Linked DNA regions of Ovis aries: all the other regions are linked to region 3. Evidence: chromatin contacts called from public Hi-C data. All regions are on one chromosome and are shown on one strand. The core of a region is the stretch at or near the end of the contact, and the rest is flanking DNA. Distances in the headings are between cores, read along the strand shown. Region 1 holds the start of COL10A1 (collagen type X alpha 1 chain). Region 2 holds the start of TSPYL1 (TSPY like 1). Region 3 overlaps LOC121820158 (a long non-coding RNA gene).

Region 1 (4,259 bases), core at 141-2,640, 210 kb after region 3:
ATGTAAATTACTGTTAAAAACCTATTCCATTTCCAAATGAATAAAAAAAAACAAAACATATACATTTAAACAGAGCATTTTGAAATTCCTGCCTAGATTAATATTAGTTTCCCTTAGTAAGCCTAAACTAAAAAAGCGCAAACATAATAGTTTAGTTGGAGAAAACTGCTCCCTGAGGAAATAATGGAGATGTTATCGCATTGCTCACAAGCCAGAGAGAAATGAACAAATTAAAAAAGACAAATCCTGTACAAATGGATATTTTATGGTAGATTATGGGTTACTCTTTGTATAAAAGGTCACTAACCGTGGTTGGGGAAAATATTTTTCATTCCTTGTAACCTCAAATCATTAAGGGAATATGAGGTATGTTAATATAAATACACACTCATCTTTTAAAGTTTATTTTTATTGATATAACTAACACATAACGCTGTGCAAATTTAAGGTGTACAATGTGTTGATGTGACATTTATATACTGCAGGAGACTATTACTGTATTTAGCTAACACATCTATCATGTTGCACAATCATTTCTTTTTCTTTTTTTGTGGTAAGAAAAATTAATTATCTAATCTCTGAGCAATTTTGAAGCTTATAATTTAGTACTGTTGTCCATAATATATACCCTCATTTTTACTGAAATAGTCAAGCTATTAAGCCAGAGGAATTTATGTTAAACATATTATGCCGGAATAATAGCTGCCTATTAAATTATTTCCCTAAAGGCAGGGAGTCTGTCTTTCTGTTTGACATCGAGCAATCATTCAGTGGATGAATACTTAAACATAAGTGGAGAAGCAGACACAGGAACATTTATGTTTAAAGTCAAAGCAATAAATGATTTGTAACATATAACCTATGACAAAAATTCTATTATTCATGTTCTATTAATGTCATCCTATCTAAAGTACCTCCCTTATTGGTAAAAATAATCAGGTTTATTCTGTTTTTATACTTAGAGATTTACACTGACTAGACAAGACAGGGAACCGAGACTGAGGCCTAAGGTGGAAAGAAAGGAATGGTCTTGTTTGTTCTCCACTCACAAAGCAGCCTGTGTTTTCACTTAACCTCAAAAGAATTTTATTTCACTGCCATTTTATGTAACTCATTTTCCTGGCCTTTACACTCCTCTTCTATCCTTAGATGCTGATATTTTCTGTATCCAGAGGGGATTAAAAGCAAAAAATTTAAAAACCTAGTTCTAAAGAATAAAGGTTTCACTCTCCTATATTAAAAATTCGGTATTAATGCAGTCATGGGAATAACGGCAAAGTGTTGCAACGGTTCTTCGGGCAGAGAAAATGACCTGCATGTAACCACTGCAATTCAGGATTGAGGGACCCCTCGTGGTAAAAAATATAAGTACAACTTGAATATCAAAAATGCTTTTTTAGTTTAAGAGACGATTGTGCCACACCACGATTCCTATCATCATGGAATAAGTAGGCATTTTCCTTGTTAACTATATCGCCAGTGCTGGTGTGACGTGTGGTGCGTGTTCTCTAACCTGCTGTGCGGGAGGATCAGAGATTCTGGAATGCTATCAGCTCCACCATCAGCCTCCAATTAAGGTCTGTTATCATTTCCATTGCAGAACATAATTTAAGAGAGTGAAATATTTACAACCTTAGTAGGTTATAGAAGAGCAGGCCAGTGAACAGCTAAAATGTTCAGCCATGAACTGTTTAAATATATCTGCAGTAAGGAACGGTACAATTTTCTGAAATACACATATACTATATAAATTTCTTTTGGCCAAGAGATACTGAAATAGTTTTTGAAGGATAAATGAGATAAACAATAGATTTTAAAATGTTCTAATTTTTTTGTTTGTTTATAGAAGGCAAAAGATGAAACTGAAATTTAATGTTAAAACAGATTTTCTGTTTATGGACCTTATATGGGCCCTAAATGGTTTGCTTTTAATATTTGTAAATAAATCTAGAACATAATGCTTGAAAAAGGACAACAAGAACTGAGAAATGAAGGGTAAATGTATTGAAAAACATAATCTATAAAATTCACATGAACAGTGTTTGACTTCTATCTCTGTATCTGTGTCTTACCCCAAAGATTCTGATTTAATTGGTCTGGGCTGGAGCCGTGACACTGATATATTTTTTTAAAGCTCCCCAAGTAATTTCAATGTACAGTTAGGATTAAGAATTACAGCTCTAAGCATAAGAACTAGAACTTTTGCTATTATTATCTGTATATCCTGCCTGCCTCATTGGAATCCCTGGCTCTCAGAGAGCAGGGACTTCTTAATTTTATAGTATCTTGTTACCTAACATGAGCTATGTAACCTCACTGCTTACGTGTCTAAAACCTTGTTTTAAATTTAACTTATCAGGTGATCAGTGTCTGTTAAAGAAAAATAACATGTGCAGAAGAAGCAGAAGTGAAATGCTTCAAATCCATAGTCAGTGCTATAACTGTGGAATAATATGCTTTTCCTCACAATACCTACAGAAGTTTTTTGTAGTGACTGAGCTGACGTTGGGCTTCTCTGATAGCTCAGTTGGTAAAGAACCTGCCTGCAATGCAGGAGACGCTGGTTCGATTCCTGAGTCGGGACGATCCCCTAGAGAAGGGATAGGCTACCTACTCCAGTATTCTTGAGCTGATGTCATCTATGCTATTCTCTGGGAACTGAGATTTTATATTGAGATAGGCCAAAAAAACAAACAAACAAACAAACCCCAAAAAATCCAAATAAATGTCTTCCACATTGACGTATAAGCATTACCTTCCTTTGTGGAATGCACTGTCCTCTCTCTGCTGCTTTAGAAATGCTTGCCGCTCATCTGTCGAGCGTCTCCCAACACCGTCACCCACTCACACCACCTCTGGACATCATTCATCACACTGCACGATAATAAACACTTGAAATAAGTGTGTTTATGTATTTTTCTTTCTCCTGAGACTGAGATCTTTTAGGAAAAGAACTGTCTTTACCTTGGTGTTTACATTCTTGATGTCAGGGAAATAGTAGAGGATGAATAACTGAGGAAGTCAGTCTGTGTGTGGGGGGAGCTATCCAGTAAGATTTATCAGGTGTTCAGAAAAACCCGAGGCTGGCAAACCGCAGCCCGCAAGCTAAGAAAGGTATTTACTTAACGTGGTTAGAGAAGTATCTACATAAAGCCTATACTCTTTACGTGATCTGGTCCTTTGAAAAAGTTAGTTGATTCCTGAGACAGTATTTCATAATTTTAAGACAGTAACAATAAACAATAGTTATAACTCAGTTTTAGAAAATGCTAGCAAGACTAATGAAGTTGTTCATTTGAGAGATCCTGTTGAAAGGTTTCACAGCATCTCAGCAGAGTGACTATTAGATCATGTGTGATAAAACTGCTTTCTGAAAGACAATATAAATACTTTAATGTATTTTTTTCACCATGACATACCTGCTAAGTGCTGAGTTGCTCAGTCATGTCTGACTCTGCGACACTATATAAACTGTAGCCCACCAGACTCCTCTGTCCGTGGGATTTCCTGGCAAGGATACTGGAATGGGTTGCCATTTCCTTCTCCAGGGGATCTTCCTGACCCAGGAATCAAACTCGCGTCTTCTCTGTCTCCTGCATTGGCAGGCAGATTCTTTACCGCTGAGCCGCCAGGGAATCCCTACTTGTAGCCCCTCAGTTATTTTCTGGCCTGGGTCTTCTAACAGTCTCTTCTACTCAACCAGAGAAGGTTCTCGTCACTTTTCCATCTTGTTAAAACAAACCTAAATCTGTCTTTGCCGTTGCCTGTATGATTTTGATACACCTTATTTTTTAGTCTCTGAATAAAATATTTCCAGGTTCATTTGCTCTGCTTACTAATGGAGTAATTTATAGCAAGACGCTTCTAGTCCAGGCCAAAAGCTTACAACTGGTAATATTTTCCCTTGTGAAGGTCAGAGGCAGTAGAAAGATCCAAGAAAGGCACATGAAGACAAGATGACATCATCAGAAGGACCTAAAGAGCATGTCGCTGGGGATGAATAAAGGCACTACTGCCTAAACACACACAAGTCAGCTTCACAAGAAACAGGAATGTTTTCCTTGGCAAACCAACAATGCCCCAGGTAAAACCTGGGACAAGTTTTAGGGGCCAGCTTCAAGGAGACGCACTGTAAATTTTGTCTCAAAATAGGTTTTAAAATGTATTTACCAGGCATGATACCATCTTGCATGGGTTTTGTCTTCACCAGAGGACGTGGACCCACATATTAATCTGACTTGAAACCTCCCAGCTCCTCC
Region 2 (4,412 bases), core at 56-2,555, 160 kb after region 3:
ACAGAAAAAAAACAACCACCCCAAAACATTTGCCTCTTTCACATCTTGAGGTAACTAACCAGTTTTAAAACTGGTATCCAGCCGTTTGTGTTCTACTCAAGGCCATCTTGGTTATCCATTTTAACTGGCTTTTCTTCATAAAAATGGAGGTGGATGGCCCCTCTACCAGTAATTCTCCGAGGTCCCCTAGCCCTCTAACACCAGTTTTCCTCACAAGTCAACAAACTAAAACAACCAAAGACACTGACATCCCTTTTGAAAGAACTCTACAAGCTAATTACCATGAACAGATACTTCACCAGAGCCAACTTTTACTACCTTCTTTCAGAACTAAACTTGTTATTAGATTAATAAATCGATGGGGCTGGAAATAGCTTTTCTATTTCCTGCAGTGCTGGGCCGCGGAGAGAGATTCAGCAATTGATTCTGACTTAATTCCTGCAAACATCAAGCAAGCAAGCTCTTCTTTGATAGATTATCAAGGTAAGGCTAGCAAGGAACAATATGCATGAATGACTTTTGTGGTAAAAAGTCGTTCAGTAGCTTTTTCTCCCAGCGATGTTACAGTCCAGAATATTTTCACTACCCGAGAAAAGGGAAACATTTTGCTATTAATTTAGTTAAAAAATAAAGAGAATTTTGCTCCTGCCCATCATGGAGTAACAGGGAGATTTACCCTCTTGCCTACTGCTACTGCTGCTAAGTCGCTTCAGTCGTGTCCGACTCTCTGCGACCCCATAGATGGCAGCCCACCAGGCTCCCCCGTCCCTGGGATTCTCCAGGCAATAACATTGGAGTGGGTTGCCATTTCCTTCTCCAAAGCATGAAAGTGAAAAGTGAAAGTGAAGTCGCTTAGTCGTGTCCGACTCTTCGCGACCCCATGGGCTGCAGCCCAGCATGCTCCTCCATCCATGGGATTTTCCAGGCTAGAGTACTGGAGTGGGGTGCCATCGCCTTCTCCCCCTCTTGCCTACAAAACCATAAAAACATGTTTTCAGACAACAGAAAGCAGTGTAGTACTGGGATCCTTACAATTACCCCAGCGAACAATCTGGAGGTACTTCCAGATGCATAGCCAGGAAGGGAGGGGGGTGGGGGTCTCACTGCTTCAGCCTCTGATTGCGAGCCACATATTTACGTAAGTCAAATTACCAATCCACCGGATTAAATTCGTAAGAATAAAGCTAACACTCGTAAAATTAAAGTGAACACTCGGACCGTAGGAAGCCTGGTAAGACATCCCAGAAGCCGCGAGTTCTCGCGTCACATCGAGATCTACTGCCCTGACGTCATCCTCACGGAGTCACTCGCGAGATTGGAGAGTGGGTGGTACGAGCGAGCAGTTTTCGTCAAGCGGGGCTTCTGAGAGGAAAACAGACATTGGCCTTCGGTTTATCTGGGTACTGCCGACATGAGCTGCCCAGACCGGGGCGAGAGGACCCCTCTCCTTGAAACCCACAGCCTCACCCCATCCGACTGTGCCGCCGGAGCTCCGGACCCTCCCCGGTGCCTGAAAACAGAGGCGTCACAGGTGATGGCGGAGACGGGTGAGGGGTATTTCGAGGCCGTCGCGCTCCCGCCACCCCAGCTTCCAGAGGAGGAAGGCGCACCCCCAACTGCTCCCCTAGATCCAGGCTGTGCCGGTACGTTCCAGATCCGAGGCGGTGGGGATGGCGGTTACGTAGCGCCCGAAGCGGGGCTAGAGCCGGCTCCGCCTCCTACGGAGGGCCTGGAAACGGCGTCTGTGTCCCTGGCAACGGAGGATAGCCTGGGAAATGGCCGTCAGCCCGGAGAGCCGCAGGGCTTGAGTCGAGAGAAGCCGCTAGAAACTTGTGGCGCGGAGAAGTTGGGGTCTGACTTGATGGCGGAGGCGAAGGCTGAGGAAGTGAAGACTGAAGAGGGCCCTGTCTTCTCGGTCGCAGTGGATGAGGAGGTGGTGGGGAAGGAAGGAGCGAAGGAGGAGGAGGGAGTGGAGCAGGGAATGGAGGTGGAGGAGAGGCCAGTCGGTGAAGAAATAGAAATGGTGGAGAACAGAGTGGTGGAGGAGGCGGGGCATCGGCCCCTGCGTATGGATCTCCGCATGAACCCGCTGGAGGCCATCCAACTGGAACTGGACACTGTGAACGCTCAGGCTGACCGGGCCTTTCAACAACTAGAGCATAAATTCGGGCGGATGCGTCGACACTACCTGGAGCGGAGGAACTACATCATTCAGAATATCCCGGGCTTCTGGGTCACTGCCTTTCGGAACCACCCCCAGTTGTCTCCCATGATTAGAGGCCAAGATGCAGAGATGTTAAGATACATAACCAATTTGGAGGTGAAGGAGCTCAGACACCCGCGAACAGGCTGCAAGTTCAAGTTCTTCTTTCGGAGAAACCCATATTTTCGAAACAAGCTGATTGTCAAAGAATATGAGGTCAGAGCCTCTGGCAGAGTAGTGTCTCTTTCCACTCCAATCATATGGCGCCGGGGCCATGAACCCCAGTCCTTCATTCGCAGGAACCAAGAGGTCGTGTGCAATTTCTTCACCTGGTTTTCAGACCACAGCCTTCCAGAGTCTGACAGGATTGCTGAAATTATCAAAGAGGACCTGTGGCCAAATCCACTGCAGTACTACTTGCTGCGTGAAGGAGTCCGTAGAGCCAGACGTCGCCCAATAAGGGAGCCCGTGGAGATCCCCAGGCCCTTTGGATTCCAGTCTGGTTAAACTTTGCCGTTGGGAAGGTTCCTGCACAAGGTCCCTTTTTGCCTCTTAATGGACCTGTGCTTGGGCAACAGATACGGATATGTCTTCTAACCACCCCTCTCCCCCTCCCCCCCCCCCTTTTTTCTGACATTTCTGGAGCCTTTTTCCTCTGGACATTCAGTTCTCTCAGCCTCAAGATTGAGACAGTCATGGCCATGCTCCTTCATTTCCACATGGCCTTCGTGCTTTTCTGCATTAATATCACATGCTGCATGGCCCATGATTCATACCACTCCTAAATAAGCTTGTGATGTAAATTGTATAGTCTTTATCTGCACTACTTGGACCCTGTTTGTTCCCAGAGCCTCCGGTTTGACTCATATCTAGAGGTATTTGTCTAGGAGGCCATTCTACCCATCCTGATCTCTGCAGCACAGGCATATAGCCTGTAGATAACTGGGCGTTAATGACATCAAGGGAGAATTGCAGTGGGCCACTGGGCCTGTATGATTTATGTGACTCCATTGCTCTTGTTGCACCTCTGGTCACGTACTATTGCTGCCTGCTAATGGCTGTTCCCTTGACTGCTACCTACTGGATGGACGTCTGCTAGAACGTTGTCAGCCCCACTCTGGTTTCTGGTAAACAATCTCCAGGTTTCCTGCCAGCACTCAAAAGACCCTTCCATTTTCCCCAAAAGACTTCTCCTGTATTCCTCATCCCCTCCTCCAACCTCCCTTTCCTCCACTCCCATCATCCAGAACCCTAAAAACTGTCAGGCAAGTGGTTGAGGTGACAGGTTAGACTTCTCAGGGCAGGTTGGCCTAAAGATGGTGTCCATTCAAAGTACCAGGCTTTCTCAGTCTCTAGTGAATCACTCAAAAGCTGGGTACCTCTTTGTGCCTCCTTTTTCATCCTGAGCGTAATTAAGTGCCAGAGTGGCACCTTCTCCGTTGTGTCTGTCCTGTCTTATATGGTAAAGCTCATAAGCATATGCAAATCAGGTCTTTTAATTTGGCTCTCCATTATTTCAAGGAACAGGCTGTCTTGTTTAATAGATTGCCAGAGCTCTTATTTTCTTCTCTCTTCTGCATCTTCCACCCCCTTTAGCAACATCTAGAGGATTTAAAAGGAGACAGATTTAGATGAAAAGTGCTATCTAGGCCATAATTGATGGAAGAATTAAAGATACTGTGATGAGTGCCCAAAGCAAGAGAAACTGAGCAGATCACATATAGGCAAAAATGAGCCAGGTTAAAATTGGGCCTGAAATTAAGACAGAGTCTTCAAGGAGGTTGTCAGTGGTGATGGGAGAAGAGGTTCTTTTCCCAGAATTAACACGTGAGAATTGAAGGGGGTTAGAATGTTAAATACATTACCTAGAAAAGAGTTCTGTAAAAAGGGCAACTGAGTACTTTATCTTGTTTTCATTTGACTTAATTTATAAGGAAGGTTAGTACTGTGTGCTTTATTTCACTAGTATTTAGTAAAATCGTGTTATTTTCCTTGTTTCTGGTTACTGGGAAAATTGAGCTATACAGGCTTTATTTTGCTTTCAATTGAGAACATTTGGAAAAATGTGCTATATCTCTGATATAGACACAAATGAATATCTGTAGTGAATTTCAGCTTGTTTCTGTTAATAATTAAACTGTATGCTTAGAAATATAATCTGTGTAACTTGTTCTTGTCATATTCTTAATACTTTGGAAATTGTCTTCAT
Region 3 (4,220 bases), core at 767-3,266:
TCTTTATCCTGTTGAATATCTTAGTTTTATCTTTGCCTTGCAGTTGGCTAATTTACTGAGAGGTGTTATCAATAGATGTGGAGACCATTCAGTTTGGCCTTTCCTCAGATCTGTTTTAATGGACTTTGTCTTTTGAGGTTTCCTCATTTTTTCTCTTAGTACATGGAGACTGTTGCCAATCAGGTTTTCCGATTTTTCAAAGTTCAGTTTTGTGAAATATCTTTATACCTATTAATTTCTGCTTACAAATCAGCCAGGTTCTTTTGTGAGGTTATAAAGCCTTGCCAAAACATATCCAGTAGCAACCAACACACTAGAAACACTGTTTTCCAGTCATTTCCCCCAGAGTCACATTTTATAAGCTACATAATCTTCTTTCCAAGTTAATACAGGAGTCACTTTTATCAACAGCCATATAAGAAGCATTGCCATCTCTCTAGCCTTCATTATCTATCAGCTTCCATTCTGTCTGTCCACCACTAGACTGCTATGTTATTGCCACATATTTTAGGAAAGGAACTGAAACTTCTTTCAGTTCAGTTCAGTCGCTCAGTCGTGTCTGACTCTTTGCAACCCCATGAACCACAGCACACCAGGCCTCCCTGTCCACCACCAACTCCCAGAGTTTATCCAGACTCATGTCCATTGAGTCAGTGATGCCATCCAACCATCTCATCCTGTCGTCCCCTTCTCCTCCTGCCCTCAATCTTTCCCAGCATCAGGGTCTTTTCAAATGAGTCAGCTCTTCGCATCAAGTGGCCAAAGTATTGGAATTTCAGCTTCAACATCAGTCCTTCTAATGAACACCCAGGGCTGATCTCCTTTAGGATGGATCTCCTTGCAGTCCAAGGGACTCTCAAGAGTCTTCTCCAACACCACAGTTCAAAAGCATCAATTCCTTGGCGCTCAGCTTTCTTTATAGTCCAACTCTCACATCCATACATGTCTACTGAAACTTCTTTAAAGAATCTAATTATAGAATAAAGAAAAATAGTTCTTTTCCTTTAGATGCTGCCTCCAGCTAAGCTACAAAGAGAATCCCTCCCTTAAGTAATTCACTTATGTGTGAATATGAGAGGAAGGTGGAGAAATGGGACAAATAGTGAGGATGAAAAAAGATGATTTTTATTATGGAAATGCCCTGTTCTGGTAGCAACATCTGATCAGAATCAGACACAAAGCTTTACCTAACTGCAAGGGAAAGAATATGTATCGTCTTCCCCCAGGCCTTAGAGGCAAAGAGAACTGAACATGGGACACGTCTACCAGATCTTCCATGACTAGACTCTCAATTCCCTCACCCATCCCTTGACTATTTTTAGCCTCATATTCGTTTCCTTGTTACACATGACAGTTTTGTAACCTCCTATTTGCTGCTTGCTATGTCTTTGGCAATGGACAGGGAGGCCTGGCGTGCTGCAATTCATGGGGTCACAAAGAGTCAGACATGACTGAGCAACTGAATTGAACTGAACTGAACTGATGTTTTCCAAATCCCCAACTAGATTATCCATTTCATGAGGGCAAGGACCATGCTTGATTTAATCCCTATCTGTTTACAAGGGTCTTGGTGTAGTACCCAGAACATTATCAGTGTTCACTAAATATTTGTGGTACTAATGGGTGAATCAGTGAGTGACTGGATGAGAAGCAGACTTTGATGTCTCTGCTCTCACTGCAAAGTCAGCACCACGCCTGCTTTATTCAGTTCAGAACTTGATTCCTTCTGTGCATGTCATTCAGCTCAGAATAACATAAAGATCCATGAATTGCCAACCTTCTGACAGACAGTACATAAGTCTATCCAGATAGGAGCAAGGCAACACCAGGAAGAAGACAAGGCCATTCCGGGGCAGGTCCCGATACAGCTGTAGGGCTGCCTGAACTCCCACTCCCACCCTCTTTCCTCAGAGTCTCCAAACCACAGTGAGGGCTGGCAGGGCTGCAGGTCTTGGCGGAGCAGGGACTTTCCCATGACTTCCTGCTGCCCTCCTTCCTGCCCAGCTCAGTTTGTTTACTCAGCAGAGTTCTCTAGGATGTAGTGGTTAACTTTCCCATTATCTGCCCCATTTCTGCACCATTGTCTCATACCTGTGGTCATGCTTATGTTCAGTAGCTGTCGTGTCTGACTCTTTGCAAGCCTGTGGACTGTAGCCTGCCAGTCTCCCTTGTCCATGGAATTCTCCAGGCAAGAATACTGGCGTGGGTTGCCATTTCCTCCTCCAGGGGAACTTCCTGACCCAGGGATCGAACCCGAGTCCTCTGCATCTCCTGCTTTGGTAAGCGGGTTCTTTACCACTGTGCCACCTGGGAGGCCCCTCCCATACACATGCATCAGTGAATTACTTAGAGGAGGGATTTTTCTTTGTAATTTAGCTGTAGACAGCAACCAAAGGCAAATAACTTTTTTTTCCCCCCTATTCTATTGTTAGATTCCTTAAAGGAATCCTTTCTTAGAAGCAATGAACCAAACCTGAGTAGGTTTCCTTGACACCTGGACTCAGAGCTTTACTGTTTCTGACTCTGCTTTGGCACACTACCTTGACCTCTCCCAGCAGTGACAGGCACCTGCAGTACTTCCCTAATTAAGTTAAGTCTGACTATTATACTCTTCTGGCTCTCCTCCTAACTCGATGACTTCATCTGAGTCTCCTTCCCAGGCTCCTCCACCTCCCAACCAGGATATTAGTCCTCACTGAAGTTCACTCCTTTCTACACAAAGTGCCTGTGTAATCCCTTCTTGGTGCCACCACTAACTACATATCTCTCATCTGTAAAATGAAAATAATAACATTACCTGCCTGAGTGGGTTATTGGGTAGATAAAGTGGGTCGTTACAACTAACATTCTTAGAACAGTGCCTAAAGTGAAAGTGAAGTCGCTCAGTCGTGTCCGACTCTTTGAGACCCCATGGACTGTAGCCTGCCAGGCTCCTCCGTCCAAGGGATTCTCTAGGCAAGAGTACTGGAGTGGGTTGCCATTTCCTTCTCCAGGGGATCTTCCAAACCCAGGGATCAAACCCAGGTCTCCCGCATTGCAGGCAGACACTTTACCCTCTGAGCCACCAGGGAAGCCCAGAACAGTGCCTGGCACCTAGCAAATGCTCAAAAAGTGTTGTCCATTATCCTTACTCTCCTTTCACTTGACCGTGACAATCCCAACTGTGTTTTACCCTTTCCAAAATCTTCATCCCTTGCCCCTTCTTTTCCTAAGTTCTGGATAGGCATTTCTGATTGCCTAGTGGATATTTTCACTTAGAGGTCCAGCAGTCGACTCCAATCCAAAACAGAACTCACTTTTCCCTAAGACTTATTTCTCCTCCAGAGTTTTGAGGCTATCAGTCTTTCAAGCTAGAAAACTCAGGGTCAGCTGTGGGTGCCACTCCATCTCCTGTGCAGCTCCATTCTTCCTGAGGACCATTTCTCAAACTGGACCTCTTCATCATCCTTGAAAGTGGACAGGGATACCTCATCCCGTTCTAGTTTCTGCCACACAGTCCTGGTTGAGTTAACTTCCTGAAAAAGGAATCTGAATATTATCTGGAAACTGTTATGCACTTGTGAATAGAGTTTAAGAAAGAATCATAGTACTACTGTTCATATTATGCAAAAACTGGTTAAAAAATCAAAGAACGAATATCAAACAACAGCAGACGAGATAAACTGTGAAATATTCAAACAAGAATACTGTACGGCAATGTAGAAGTTCAGTTCAGTTCAGTCGCTCAGTCGCGTCCGACTCTTTGCATCCCCATGAATTGCAGCACGCCAGGCCTCCCTGTCCATCACTATCTCCTGGAGTTCACTCGAGTCCGTGATGCCATCCAACCATCTCATCCTCGGTTGTCCCCTTCCCCTCCTGCCCCCAATCCCTCCCAGCATCAGAGTCTTTTCCAATGAGTCTACTCTTCGCATGAGGTGGCCAAAGTACTGGAGCTTCAGCTTTAGCATCAGTCCTTCCAAAGAACACCCAGGACTGATCTCCTTCAGAATGGACTGGTTGGATCTCCTTGCAGTCCAAGGGACTCTCAAGAGTCTTCTCCAACACCGCAGTTCAAAAGCATCAATTCTTCAGTGCTCAGCCTTCTTCACAGTCCAACTCTCACATCCATACATGACTACTGGAAAAACCCTAGCCTTGACTAGACGGACCTTAGTCGGCAAAGTAATGTCTCTGCTTTTGAATATGCTATCTAGGTTGGTCATAACTTTTCTTCCAAG

Evidence for each region. Hi-C and Micro-C count contacts between places; a contact is called where the count stands out from the background.
Region 1: a Hi-C map of liver shows a contact between it and region 3, with 3 times the contacts expected there. The contact joins the promoter of COL10A1 here to the enhancer-like site in region 3. A contact is called at or near these places in 3 of 16 Hi-C or Micro-C datasets (liver, muscle and tail adipose tissue).
Region 2: a contact with region 3 is called in a Hi-C map of liver, with 2.4 times the contacts expected there. The contact joins the promoter of TSPYL1 here to the enhancer-like site in region 3. A contact is called at or near these places in 6 of 16 Hi-C or Micro-C datasets (blood, hypothalamus, liver and 3 more).

The regions. Positions count from the first base shown.
Region 1 is chr8:21,705,159-21,709,417 of ARS-UI_Ramb_v3.0, forward strand. It overlaps COL10A1 (collagen type X alpha 1 chain), which reads left to right and starts at 1,391. Exons shown (of 3, transcript XM_060419213.1): 1 at 1,391-1,577. The region is part of intron 6 of NT5DC1 (5'-nucleotidase domain containing 1); the gene reads right to left.
Region 2 is chr8:21,654,794-21,659,205 of ARS-UI_Ramb_v3.0, forward strand. TSPYL1 (TSPY like 1) reads left to right here and starts at 1,306. Exons shown (of 1, transcript XM_004011183.6): 1 at 1,306-4,412. The coding sequence starts at 1,412. The coding sequence ends at 2,710.
Region 3 is chr8:21,495,460-21,499,679 of ARS-UI_Ramb_v3.0, forward strand. All of the region lies in intron 3 of LOC121820158 (a long non-coding RNA gene), which reads left to right. Among named protein-coding and RNA genes, the nearest start is that of TRNAG-UCC, 35 kb to the left of the region's middle. Within about 2 kb of position 2,017, at least 4 of the 54 cell types and tissues checked have an H3K27ac peak or open chromatin away from gene starts, as enhancers often do. A contact at or near this core is called in liver, where this site is marked.